2 separate regions of the Mus musculus genome follow, and region 2 is linked to region 1. A link is a contact called in public HiChIP or PLAC-seq data. All regions are on one chromosome and are shown on one strand. The core of a region is the stretch at or near the end of the contact, and the rest is flanking DNA. Distances in the headings are between cores, read along the strand shown.

What was found. HiChIP or PLAC-seq counts read pairs in DNA pulled down with a chosen protein or histone mark.
Region 2: a FOXA1 HiChIP or PLAC-seq map of pancreatic cancer cells shows a contact between it and region 1. The contact joins the enhancer-like site here to the promoter of Selenoi in region 1. A contact is called at or near these places in 5 of 39 promoter capture datasets (the C10 cell line, cranial neural crest, liver and 1 more), 1 of 15 datasets of contacts at CTCF or cohesin (the NIH/3T3 cell line), 1 of 484 Hi-C or Micro-C datasets (liver) and 3 of 115 datasets of contacts at active chromatin or transcription factors (acute myeloid leukemia, cardiomyocytes and pancreatic cancer cells).

What each region holds. Positions count from the first base shown.
Region 1 is chr5:30,229,655-30,236,451 of GRCm38.p6, reverse strand. It overlaps Selenoi (selenoprotein I), which reads right to left and starts at 3,871. Exons shown (of 10, transcript NM_027652.3): 1 at 3,637-3,871. The coding sequence starts at 3,693.
Region 2 is chr5:30,612,660-30,619,456 of GRCm38.p6, reverse strand. All of the region lies in intron 1 of Kcnk3 (potassium channel, subfamily K, member 3), which reads right to left. Among named protein-coding and RNA genes, the nearest start is that of Gm9899, 27 kb to the right of the region's middle. Within about 2 kb of position 3,771, at least 40 of the 459 cell types and tissues checked have an H3K27ac peak or open chromatin away from gene starts, as enhancers often do. A contact at or near this core is called in pancreatic cancer cells, where this site is marked.

The DNA.
Region 1 (6,797 bases), core at 2,622-5,121:
CTGGTTGGTTGGTTGACTGATTGACTTACTGGTATCAGAATCACTTAGTGGGGAGTAACCACCCTGCAGCACACACCCCAAATGATTCTGATGCCAATAAATATGGGCCACAGACACTAACTCTCAGAACAAAATTACTTCCACTCTGCTAGGAGCCTGCCTCCCTCTCCAGTCTCATCTGCCCTGCCACCATTATAGTCAAACACCTTATTTTATGGTTCCCAGAAACCCTCAGGCCTGTCTCTGTATCTCATGACAGGCTGCCTTTCCCTTCTTCATCCTCTCTACTCAGTCTTCATCTTTCCAGCCTGGCCTTGCCTTTACCTCCATCACCTTGGAAGTCTTCCTCAGGTATAGCATCCGCTCCCACCCCATCAGTGTGTTTTGCCTCCTTGCCTTTCCACAGCACCTAGAACTTCAATCTGTACTCACTAATTATAAAGGTTTGTTTACCCATCCCTATCTGCCACCAAACTAAGCTCTTTGAAGTCAGGAATTTCACCTTAGCTTAATTTTGCAACCCCAGTGCTGTGCCTGATAAGATCTTCCATAAATGCTTGCTAAATAAATAAAATTACACAGTTTGACCCAGTGAGACCGAAGGCCAGTTTGGATTCTGGTCCTCTGGCATTGCTATCATGATGCAAATACAATCACTCTTTAAAGCTCAACTGGAACAGTAGTAAGTCCACAATAGCTACACTCCCTGTATCAGGTTGTTGTCATCATCTACATTCACTAACTACCCAACAGCAGAAACCAGTTCCTGAAATTCTACTCTTGAAACTAAACAAAGTGCTTAACTCTTTCCCCTCTAAAGCAAAAGGATACAATGTGACACTAGCTGCAACACTGTAAATTAAAACTGTGCCCTCAGTCCGACTAAGCAAACCACAACAGTTTAAACCATTAAAGCATGGGCTGGGCGGTGGTGGCCCACGCCTTTAATCCCAGCACTTAGGAGGCAGAGACAGGCGGATTTCTGAGTTCGAGGCCAGCCTGGTCTACAGAGTGAGATCCAGGACAGCCAGGGCTATACAGAGAAAAAACTGTCTCGAAAAAACAAACAAAAACAAAAACCATTAAAGCATGGAGTCTTTCAGCAGTATGTATCGGTCCATTACGAACAAGAGGAAAATGGAAAACAGCGAGGAACGATGAACCTTACAAATTGGAATACTTCAACATAACTGTCTGAGCTCCTTATTAAGCAATGGAGCAGAACAACTGTACTTCTAAATTAGCTCATCATATTCAAAGTGAAAATTCAAAAGAAGCCTTCCAGCACCCCTGCACAGAGCTCCTACTACCAGACTTAATTAAAATGCCTTCTATTCCTTTCCATCTTCATTCCTTCAGTATTTTCTGGGCATCTCTTCAGCTCAAGATACTGTGGAGACACTGATCATGTTGAACGAGACAGCTATCAGCCCTGCCCACCTAGAGCTCCTGTCCTAACACACCACCAGCAATTATTAAACTAACTACTGAATAGGACTGTGTTAGACACTTCACCAGAAGACGTACGTATTGAGAGTATATAAAACTGAATCCACCCCAGGCTTTCTTCTGTACTGGAAATCACCTCTTTCTTACTACAGAAACCTAATTACCTCTCTGTGTGCACCCCTCTCAGCAGCTACTATATGCAAGTGCCAGGTTTCCACGTGTAGCTCTCAAATGTACCTCTAGGAAAGATAGAAAAATTAAACTGGTTCAAAAGTAATTTTTTCCACCAGCTGGTATAGGAGTGTCATTTCTTTTCTCTGTATTTTTTTGCTCTGTTATAAAAGGTCACACCCGATTAAAACCTCTTTAAGTATTTTGATTGCATGCTTGGGGGTGGTGTCTTAATCCGTTATAAAGCATGTACTCTCTGAAGACCACACAATGAGAAGGCAATGAGAAAGAAAGGATCTCTGTGTGCAATTTCACGTGCCAACAAAACTGACCACACAGATTTTTCTTTCCCTTTGGATGCCTCTGTTTCATTCTTTTAAAATGAATGTGGTATGGCATCCAGCAGAGAGCCTTCTACTAGAATTTAAGGTTATACATTTGTGATTGATTTTGGATCCCGCCTCCAAAAAAAGCCTCACTGTAACTAGAATAACATCAACATTTTAGTGACTGCTGGGACGATTGCAAAACTGACCTTTGTTTTCCAGAACGATAGGAAACCGGTTGTCAAACACAGGAGCTGAGTCAGATAAGGAAGGGACAGCCACAGAAAACCACACCGAGATGTCCGATAAAATAAGACTTTTATCTAGCTGGGACTATAAACCTAGAGAAGACGGTGAGGAAAACTAGGCTCACTGAATAAAGCTGCCACTTTATAAAAACTTGCTCTAAAAGTCAAGACTCATTTTCGAAGAAAATATTTTGGCTGCCAATCTTTGCAGTGCAGCACAGATAACCAAGAGGGTGATGCAAACACACACAGGAGGTATCTGGGTTAACAGCCTTCTGACCCAAGCCACTAAGAAAGCTCTGCAATTTCTTCCTTCCCAGTTACAGTTTTAAGGTAAGTCACCACCTTAATTCAGAATAGTATGGTCCAACACTGCTTCAAAGAAGAATATCCTAGGGCCTTCTAAAGCCCCTGGGTTTTTTTTTTTCTATTTCAGTTAAACAAAATGAAGATTTTTCCCCCCAAAATATTAATTCATTGCACAAATGTTTCCTGGATGACTACTACCCACAGGACTAGCCTCATCATTTGGACATTCTATTCGGCACACACTAATTTCATAAAGGAACAGATTGCCCTCAAGAAAGGCTTACCAAAGATGAAACACCAAACCTCATTATTTCACATTAAGACACCTGGATGGCCAGTAGTTCCCTGGGGGGACTACTAAATCTGTATTTTGCAACCCCAGAATGCTGGAACCACCAGCATTTCTTGGGGGTTCATGCCGTGCCAGACTCTTTTCAACCCTTTCCAATATACTAAGCACAAGAGAAACTCACACTTAGGCTAAAGAGCCTAAAAGAGAGGCTGAGTAGGGTTTCAACGACTCGTCCAAAGCCAAAAGAAGAAACTTGACTTTGGCATCGCGTTTCTATGTACTCCAAAGCCCGCGCGCTCTTTGCACTATACAGTTTCTTCTAGTGCACAACGTCTTAACCTGCAGTGCCAGCGCTACGAGCCTCAGTGAAAGCCCTTTTCCAGGGGTAGGGTGGAGTGCATCTGCATTAAGGCCTGAAAAAGTCACTTCCCTCCCTTAGCATCCGCTAAAAGACCATCCAGATCTCTGAAGTTGTAAGCACTGAGAGGCATGTGAGAAGCTCATTCAAACGACGACCAAAAGAAGGGAACAACACCCTCTCTGGGAAAGGCTGAAAACCCGCCGCAGTGACAATTAATAAGGAAAAGGAGAGAAAGGAATTTCTTCACCCCACTCTCTAAGGAAAAGGCAGTCTCCCGCGGGGTGCCAAGACCGGGCGGCCGGCCTAGGATGCTCCCAAGCTTCCCGACCGCGACCTCCCGCCCCCAGAATCCCCTTCAACAACGCCCGCCGGCGCGCCACGCGGCAGGCGCAAGGTGACACGGACCGCGCCGGCCCCTCGCCGGCCAGGGCGCGGCCCGGGCGCGGGGGAGATGGGCGACCGCCTGCTCGCCTTCTCTACCTTGTACTTGTCAAAGCCCGACAGCTGCTCTGGGCTCACGTATTCGTAGCCAGCCATGACGACCCGAAAACTGAACGCCCACTCCGCAGCGGCAGCGACACTGCGCGACAGGGCAATGAAACAGGAGCAGCACACGGCGTTGTGCAGAGCTAGGAAAGCCTGGGCTGGTAAAGAAGGTAGAGGCGCGCTCCGCCCACCGCGCACGCGTAGCGCACCCAGTGCGCAAGCGCAGCCCCGCGGCTCCCGCGGGTAGGGACACCGCCCCTTACACGGCCCGCCCCCAGCACCGCCTCAATCCAATCGGCACGGGATGGCCATCGCCAAGTCCCGCCCCTCCTACCGTCTTCGTCGCTTCATTTGCCAGAGTCAAAATAGGTGAACTGAAGTAAGAGGAGGAGTGAAAGGTCAACTTCCCAGCAGCCTTTGCTCTTGTCTCTGCTATAGGAACCCCGAGTGATTGTGTGGGATGCTCGCATAATCTTGTGGCCCGGGTGAGTGTGTACGGGGGCGTTCGAGGGGAAGGGCGGAGGCAGGTGTGTGCCACAGCGGGCTGTGAGCGCCTGGAGCTTCGGGATCCTGAAATGATGATGTCGGGCGAACGGGAAACATCGAGTAATCCAAAGGGACTTGAAAATCAGTCCCTTCTGATCCATGATGCTTGTGAACCTTGGACTGCCTCGTCAAATTCCACTGGTTCAGCCGGTGCGAATTCCAATTGCTTAAGTCTCCTCGATTCCCCCATAAAACCATTGATCTCTCAATCTCGACGGGGCCCTGTGTTTACAAGGAGTGATTTTACAACTAGGGCCCAGTGCATTGTAGAAAGAACACGTCACCAGTGGTTAATATGTGTCTAATAATAGGAAATGTTTAATAATTGCTACTTTTTATTGCGTGCCTTACGTGCAGAGAATTTTGCATACATCATCGCCAACCCATTAACTTTGAGATGAGAGGCATTTGCCCCATTTCCCTTAGCACACAGTCCGGAGTTGTGTATTCTCCAGTACCAGCAAGAAATTCAAATTACAATGCCTATCCAGAAGCACTTATTTGGTTGGAAATGGTTAGCCCAATTAGAAATATAGCCCTATTAGAAACAGATTATCAGTGAGTCTAATAGTTCCCTTGTTCCCTGGAATGAGGGCAATTAATTTGAAATCTCCACTTAAGTTCCTTGGAGTCATTCACTTAACAAATTGCTGTCAGGACCTAAGATATGCTAAGCACAGTTTCCGGCTTTTTTGAGACAGGATCCCATACCAGCTCCTAGCTAGCCTGGAACTCACTATTCAGCCCAGACTAACCTCAGATTCATGACAATATTATCAATATCAAGTGTGAGCCACCACACCCACCTCTAAAATGTACAGTTCTTAATGAGATGATGCATATAAAGTGTCCATTAAACCAACATAAAATCTTTGCTATGTAGTTTTTCTAGTCAATATAAATATGACAAAAAGAATCTTGTCATCAATTTTTTTTTAATATGAGCCTTGCACCATTCCATCTGAAATACAAACCATACTTAAAATACTTTAACTACTTGTGGAAAAACATTTAAAAGTGACAGGATAGGGCTGGAGAGATGGCTCAGCCGTTAAGAGTAATGACTGCTCTTCTGGAGATCCTGAGTTCAACTCCCAGAGGTGGCTCACACCCATCTGTAGCTCCAGTTCCAGCGAATCTGATGCCCTCCTGTGGCCTTCAAGGACACTGCATGCACAGGATGCAGGCAAACACACACCCATACGTGTAAAATAAAAAGTAATTTTTTAAAAACTTACACAACTGCAAACTAATAACAGTACATGAGCTACACATTTATTATCCACTTTACATCGGCTCACAACCCCCCTCCCTCCTCTCTTCCCAGTCCCACCCACCCTTACCAGTCCCTTCCCCATTACCACCCTACCAGAGCTGAGTGTGGCTGTGGACCCCTACAATCCCAGCTTTCTGGAGAGCTGAGGTGTAAGAAGAATCACTGTAGCCAATGTTGACTTAAACTCATGATCCTCCTGCCCCAAAGGCAATCTAGGAAATATTTTTTTAAAGAACAATTTTGAATGTTTTAAAGGACTCTTGTTACCTTTAATTATGTGTGTGAGTATGTGCACGTAAGTATAGGTGCCTGAGGAGACCGGGGCCATCTCGTGTCCCTGGAGCTGGAGTTAGAGGCGGTTGTGAGCTTCAGGACGTGGGTGCTCAGGAGGAACCCTGGTCCTCTCTGCATAGCAGTCAGCACTCTTAACTACTGAGCCATCTCTCCAGCCCCACAGCTTTAAATTTTGTGACAGCGAGTAGTTGCGGTTCACTGCCTCTCCTGTGTGGATGGTTGTTAAAACTTAGAATCAATTATAAATCCTGAGATCTTAAACAGAAATAATACAGAACTTTGTCTGGCCTTTGTCATCTTATACTTGTTATCTGAGGGATCTTCAACAATTCAATTTCACTTTGCCCCAGTTTTTTTTTTTAATTAATAACATGTATTTGTGGGGGAGAGTGAGCATGGATGGATCAGAAGACAGTTTTCCACAGTTGATTTTCTCCTCCCAACTTGTGAGTTGTGGGGAATCTAACTTATGTTATCAGGCTTGGCACCAAAGTGCCTTTACCCTTTAAGCCATCTTGCCAGACCTTAAGGTCTCTTGTGGGAAGCCGCCCCCACATTCGCCGTTACAAGATGGCGCTGACAGCTGTGTTCTAAGTGGTAAACAAATAATCTGCGCATGTGCCAAGGGTAGTTCTCCACCCCATGTGCTCTGCCTTCCCCGTGACGACAACTCGGCCATGGGCTGCAGCCAATCAGGGAGTGATACGTCCTAGGCGAAGGATAACTCTCCTTAAGAGGGACGGGGTTTCGTTTTTGCTTTTGGGGGGCTCTTGCACTCTTGCTCCTGAAGATGTAAATAATAAAGTTTTTACCGCAGAAGATTCTGGTTTGTTGCGTTCTTCCTGGCCGGTCGCGTGAACGCGTGTAAGAGTTGGTGCCGAAATCCGGGAAGAAAGAACCCAGGACGAAAAAACCCAGGACAAGAAAACTCGGGACGGGAGTTAACCATCACCGGCGCAAGGAAGATCCCTCATTCCAGAACCAGAACTGCGGGTCATGGTAATGAAGTGTTCCCATAAAACAGACTGTTGAGAAGGAT
Region 2 (6,797 bases), core at 2,522-5,021, 380 kb before region 1:
TGGCTTCACTGCACCCCAATAGGGCGAGAACAGATTGTGCATACCAGCTGGGTCCCACAGCCATCCACAACTCACCTCGACAGCTGGGCATGCTACCAGCTAGCACAGTGTCTCATCCTGTCCTTTCCTGTCCCTCAGACCAGCACCACACAGTATATGGACCCCTGACTCCTCTCTGGATATGACACTAGGGGCAGAGCTCTACACAGAGGGCACAGCATGGTTATGGCTCCAGCTGTGTAACCCTGGGCAAATTGCTGTCTGTCTCTGGGCTCCTTTGCCTTGTCTGTACTTGGGGTCCAGGCCCATGACCTAAAGCTGTTATTCCATGCCCTAGCGCTTGTCCCGATCTTCCTCAGGAAGTAAAGGAGACAAATGGCTTGGGGAAGCTTTCTGGAATCTTTGGAGTATTCAACTGTGAGAGGCCCTTGGAAAATCATCTGAAAACACAGGTTCCTGTGTGCGTGTGCGTGTGTGGTGTGTGTGTGTGCATGTGTGTGTATGTGTAGCCATCTATAGCCACCCCGAAGAGGAAGGAACCCTTCCAAAGCACCTGTCTACCTCTCACCAGCTTGCTCTGGGTTCCATTAAAGAATAATGCCCTTCAGGAAAACCCAGTGCCCTCCTGCCTGGCTTCCTTTGCCTGGATAGGCTGCCTACAAAACAGCTCTCCTGCTCGGCCCTGCTGGCTGGGCCCTCAGGTGCTGCCCTGGCCCCTCACCTGACATCCAGAAGCCCCTTTACCTTCTCCGCAGGGTTTTCCCCCTCCTTCTGCTCCTGCTCAGCTCCCACCCCTGAGGGGGGCAGTGCTCAGCACCCACATTTAGCCACAAGTACACCCCCAACTTGGTAATTCTCAAATCGAGTGACTCATCCAGACCTGACCCAGGCCCCTACCAGGGCCAGAGACAGTGCTTGACCTTTGTGGGGCAGATGGCCAGACTGGCCCTCACTCCCTACCACAGCCAGGCTCACTAATCAAAACTTTTACCCTTAGAATAAACTTTTAACTTTGCCCTCATGAACATCCCCCGGTCACTCTTTGATTTGTGCCTGACTGTTTTGCGGCTGGAGTGGAGACGTCCTTTGAGTTGGCTATGGCCCCTAGGCATTTCTCACTCTGTATTCATGCCAGGGCCATGTCAGGAGGGGAAACTGAGGCCCAGAGAGAAGCGCATGAAGCCTCAGCTGCAGGCACTATCTTGAGCCAGCTGAGATATCAGTAGGACAGGGGAGCCGCCCTGGAGACAGACTTTTTTCATCTTGGGGCTGAGGGTGAGCGAGCCTATCCCTTTGTCTTACTGTCACTGGACGAAAGGGCAAAGAAGCCATGAGGACCTGCTGACGTGGGTGCCTAGCTTGGATGGCTGCCAGCTAGGGTGGAGTCCGTCCCAGGGGACCCGGGACTTCTGGGAAGTCACCGGGAGTTTGGCCAACCCTGTCCCCCTGCAGTGGGGCAGCAGTGTGCCTAGTTTGGCTTTGCAAGGGAAAAGGTAAAAAGAACTACCAATTGCTGCCTCTTCAAGTCTCTGGTTGGGGGCGGGGCTCTGCTAGTCCCTCTGGGTACCAGCGCACGCACGCAGGGGCTGCTCTCTGAGGCTGATTCTTTTTGGGTACCCTCTCCTAGTACCTGTTAGACCAAACAGCCAGAACTCCTATCTTGAGCATAGACTCTGGCGGCTGCCTCCCTGAACACTCACTAGGGCTGTCCCTTTCCATCTCCCATCCTGAATCCACCACGGGAAGACAGAGGTTCTTACTAATCATTTGGTCTAGTCTTGGGGTTTTACAGATAAGTCACTGAGGAGCAGAGAGGCTTGCTCAATGCCTAGAGGTGGTAACAACACGACAAGGTTAAAGCCAAGGATTTTAGATAATGAAACCAGTCCCCTGGCTGCTGCCTAACAGTTCAGGTGTGGCCAAAGCTCCACCTACTCATTCAGTCAGAGCTATCGACTCTTCATAGGAAGTGACTTAGATAGGAGATGGGTCTGGGCACAGAAGCCACCAGGACCAGCAAGATAGCTCACTGGGTAAAGGCATTTGATGCCTAGCCTGATGGCCTGATTTAATTCCTAGGAGATTCCACAAGTTCCTCTGACCTCCACAATATACCACAGAATATATGTGCAGTCACACAGACATACACACACAGACACAGATACAGTCACACACACAAACACAGACACACACACAGACACAGACATAGTCACAGATGCACACAGACACACAGAGACACAGTCACACACACACACACACACACACACTAACACATACATACTCTCTCTAAATAAATAAATGTAATAAAAATCTCTTTTAAAAATTCAGTGGAGGAAGCTGTGGCTGGACATAAATGTTAATTATCAGCATAAATATTTTAGGATAGCAAGGAACTAAACAACAGTATTGAAAGCCTCAGGCCTCTATCCTCGTCTCTGCCTGGTGTCAGGAACTCAACCACTGGTTGTAGCTCTGGCTTTCAGAGATCTAGGGGGGCATGGAGAGGGTGTGTCTTCCCCTCCCCCTCTCCCTCCTGGTCTCTTCTCCCAGTGGCCTGGCTCCTTCTACTTGAAGCAGAATTCTAAGCTCTTGATAATAGGCTGGTCTTGGCCACCTGCTCCCCACTGGCGCCAGGAGTGTGTTAGCCTGCCTGCCTGCCTGCCTGCTTCCTACCCTTGGCCTAACTGGCCCCCAGGTGGACCCATGGCCCCATCTCGGGTGGAGCTGAGTGTGTGGAGCTGGAGGGCAGGAGGCTGAGGTCTGTCCTCAGCTTGGCTAGCACTAGCTTTGTGTCATCCCTTTTCATTCCTGGTTCTTACCCTGGCATTTTTCACTGTCCTGAACGTCTTTTAGTAGTTTCTCTGTTCAGCCACCCACTCACAAGATCAAAGCTTCCATTTGTGAAGTGTTGATCAAATACAATATTTTACTACATGGAACCAGCGCCAAGGTGATGATTCTTAAGACTCTAATTAGTTTATTTCCCCCATCAAAATCAATTAAGAACACACTTGTCAATCAGAAACTTGAGATTAGCATGGGATAATTGATTCTGCAAGACTGAATCAGGCTATCCTTACATGTGGGAAACGCTGCAGATAGGTAGGGCATCTGCAATTCAGTGAGGCAGAAAGTGCACAGGCTCCATAGCCAAATAGCTCTTAACCTTGGCCAGGTTCTTTAACCCTTTGAGCCTCTAGTTTCTCATCTGTGAAATGGGTACAGTGACCTCATGAGAGATTTGGTGAACTAGTAGATTTGAGATGCCAATGTGAATATATTTGGGTTCCCAAGATTGCATGAACATTAAAGCCCCCCCCCCACAACGTGCTATAATCAATGTTTATTGACATTAATTTCCTCAGATACCAGCTCAGTGGTATGTTAAGGGTTGGATGAGAAAAGAGTTGTTTGACTCAATTAAATTGGGAAAATAGGGACTAAAAAGAATGTTTTTATCATGTGACTTAAGTGTCACATGGTCATACCCGTCCGTGTTCCCATGAATAGCTGGAGGAATGTGTCATGTTTCTCATGTATTTGACGGCAGAACATTTTTCTCACAGTGCTTATTGCTAAGCTAGGGTTCCTCTGAGCATGGTTTGGGAAGCCCTCCTCTGTCACATCAAGAACTTATGTGGTCCTTCTTCCAGGTCCTTCTTTGACTCTGGGTCTCTGAGCCCCATCTCTGGGCAGATTAGAACCTTGGCAGTTCCTGGCTGTGCCCTGCCTCCCAGCAGACTTGCTTATCTAGAGTAAATACAGCCCTGGCCAGGGGAAAGATGAATGAGGTGACCTGTGGTCTGAGACACCCAGAGGCTTTGCACACTAGGTCGTTGTTGGAAATGGGGGAGGGGAAGGGTGACCTGAGTGCGCTGCCAGAGCTTGCTAAGCAGAAGGAAGGCAGTTCGGGCTCTGGGGAGGGACGATGCCAGCAGGCTGGGAAGGAGAGCGGACAGGAGGGAGCGGTCAGGATTGAGCTGTGGGTGCCTGGAAAAGGTTCTTTGGGGACTGTGCCCCTCAGAGCTGGAGCTCTGGAGACCATAGATAGCAATGTGGAGACAAGAGCCAAAACCAGAATGGGCGCATTAAAGCATCTGAGGTGGAAGGCATCAGGCATTGGTACTCAGGCTCTGCTCTGAGGGGAAGGGTGGCTGGCCTAGCAGACATTGCAGAGAGTTCAGGTGCTCTCCCAGTCTCTGGAAGATCCAGTCAGGCAGCAGGCTGTCTAAGGAGCTCCGAGGGCTTCCTCCATGTGGAGGAAGGGCCTCCTTGCTCACAGCTTCATCTCTGTGCTCTCTTTCCACACAGAAGTCTGCAGGCTCTGGCCCCTCGGACTCTTTGTGGGCACCCTTTGTGTCACGCACAGGACTTGGGTAGGTCATTATCAATTGCTGTTCTACCTGGAAAAACCAAAGATCTATAAGGTAAGGCTCTGTGCAGTGATGGTGACCCCCGAATTCTTGCTCCCCTTCCCAAATTCCTAATTGCAAAGAGAGGAGGCCATCTCAGGATTTTTTGTTGACTCTCAGCCCTGGCCCTTGTTTGTATATACCCTTTCCGCCTTCAAAATAAGCCCAACTCTAGGCCCCCAAATAAGCCCCTGGCTGTAGGTCTGGCTCAGCCCAAAACTAGGTCTGCAAAGGCATCAGGACTCCAGGGAGTTGGGTGGGGGCGGGAATGAACATGCAGAACTGGGTCTGGGGTTTGTCACCCTCCGGGCCAGAACTCCTGAAAGGACAGTTCTAAAACAAGGCACCCATCTCTTCTCTCCCTGCCCCTTCCCAGGGCCTCTTTGTTCCATCTTGGCAGCTCCATTTTCAGCCTCTGCCCTCCACTCTATAGCACCAGCTCCCACACTTCCCATCCCTGACTTCTTGGCTTTCCCCTCTCTCTTGAGCTGACTTGCACCCCACAGGTGTCTGTCCCTGTTACTGCCTGAGGACTTCTTATGCAGAAGAGCTCTGGTGCCCCACCCCCAGCCTCCCAGGCCCATGCAAAATGGGGGAGTTGAGAGGGAGGGTGCTGGTGTCATGGAAAATCCCTGCAGCAGCCAAGGTCAGTGTTTGCAGACACAGTCTGGCCTGCAGCCAGGCCTGCTTCAGGGCTCAGCTCCTTTGCCGCCCCCCCACCCCCCAGCCCAAGGCTAGCTCTGTGCAGGGGCCTCATAGGTTTAGAACAGAGGCTTTAAGCAGGGAGCCTTAGGAGGGGTATGTGCTGCATACCAAGGCCATTGGGTGGTTCAACATGCCCATTTTACAAAGGAGTAAACTAAGTCCTAGAGGGAAGCAGAGGACCAGAGCCACACCCATAAGTGTCTGGCAGAGTGAGGACTAGAATATCCTACCCTATCCTCTCAGTCTCCCCCAATGCTGTAGAGGGAGCAGCTTTGTTCATTCCACCAGGACAAGGAATAGTAAATGCAGAACTAACAGTGTTCTTCAACTCAAGGGTAGCTTGCAGTTGGGCTACATTCAAGGTTGGGGAATGTGGCCAGGAGAGGTAGACTAGATGACCAAACCGAAGTCCTTGATGTCAAGGTAACTTCCATATGGAAGTAAATCAGACGAAACCATTTGGTGGATGGCTTTAAAGGTTCAGTGTTTTCCCCAAAGCAAAGGTAATTACAACACTCACTATTGAGAGATATGACAGAGTTGGCCAGCTTGGGGAGTGACTGGGGTGGGGGCAGAATGCGGGGTGGAAGTGAAGAGCCCTAGCTTGGGTATCAAGGAGGATTTCAGGGAGGTGGAATTTGTCCTGACCTCTGAAGGGAAGAAGGAAGAGACAGGGTTCCCACAGGTGACTGTTGAAGCTAAAATGTATAGGAAGAAGAAACACTCGAGGCCGAGAAAATGGTCCTGACGATACTGTTGTCAGTGAGTGGGGACCAGCGGATCCTCCCAGAAAAGCATTTCCATATACAACAGCAAGATCCTTAGAAATGCATCGACCGGGACCCTGTGGTACCACTTCCAGGAATCTCTGCTGGGAAAATAACCAGAGATCAGAGCAAAGATTTATGAACACGGATGTTTATAGCAGCATTTTCATTGTGAAAAATTGTAAACACTCCAAATGGTCGCCAATAGGCTTTAGTTAAACATATTAAGGTATATTTATGGGGTGGAATATTGTGCAGCCATTAAAGTGCTGTTCCTGAGGAGTCTCCTAATTACATAGAAAATCACTGTATTATGTCAAAAACAGTAAGCCCAATGCTTTCTGTAGGGCGGGATCATATCCTAAATCTATAAAGACAAAAAATACATATGCATAAATACGGGGGAAGAGCTATAGAAGTGTAGCAGAAAGCTTGCAGAGTTTATCCATGAATAATGAGCTTATTATCGATTTTAATTTTCTTTTCGTATAGTTTTACATGTTTTACAGAAACAATCCATAATAGTAATAATAATAATAATCATAATTATTATTATTATTATTTATAGTACTGAGGATTGATCCAAGGACTGTGCATATGCTCTAGCCCTGAGCTCTGTCCCCCAACCCTCTATTACTTTTATACGTAGAAACACATTAATAATAACAACAATAGTAAGTATATTATTATTAGGCAGGGTCTTACCACATTGCTCAGACTGGCCTGGGTTACCTAGGCTCATGGGATCCTTCTGTCCCTGCCTCCTGAGTGCTGGGACTCCCAGCATGCACCACTGTGTGGGCCTAGTCAAAATGACAAGAATAATAACCTCTAACAACAATGAAATATTCCTGGTGTTCTTGCAGCAGGAGGTTTGATTGAAAGGTGAGAGTTGTTCTGGTGTGTGGGGAGC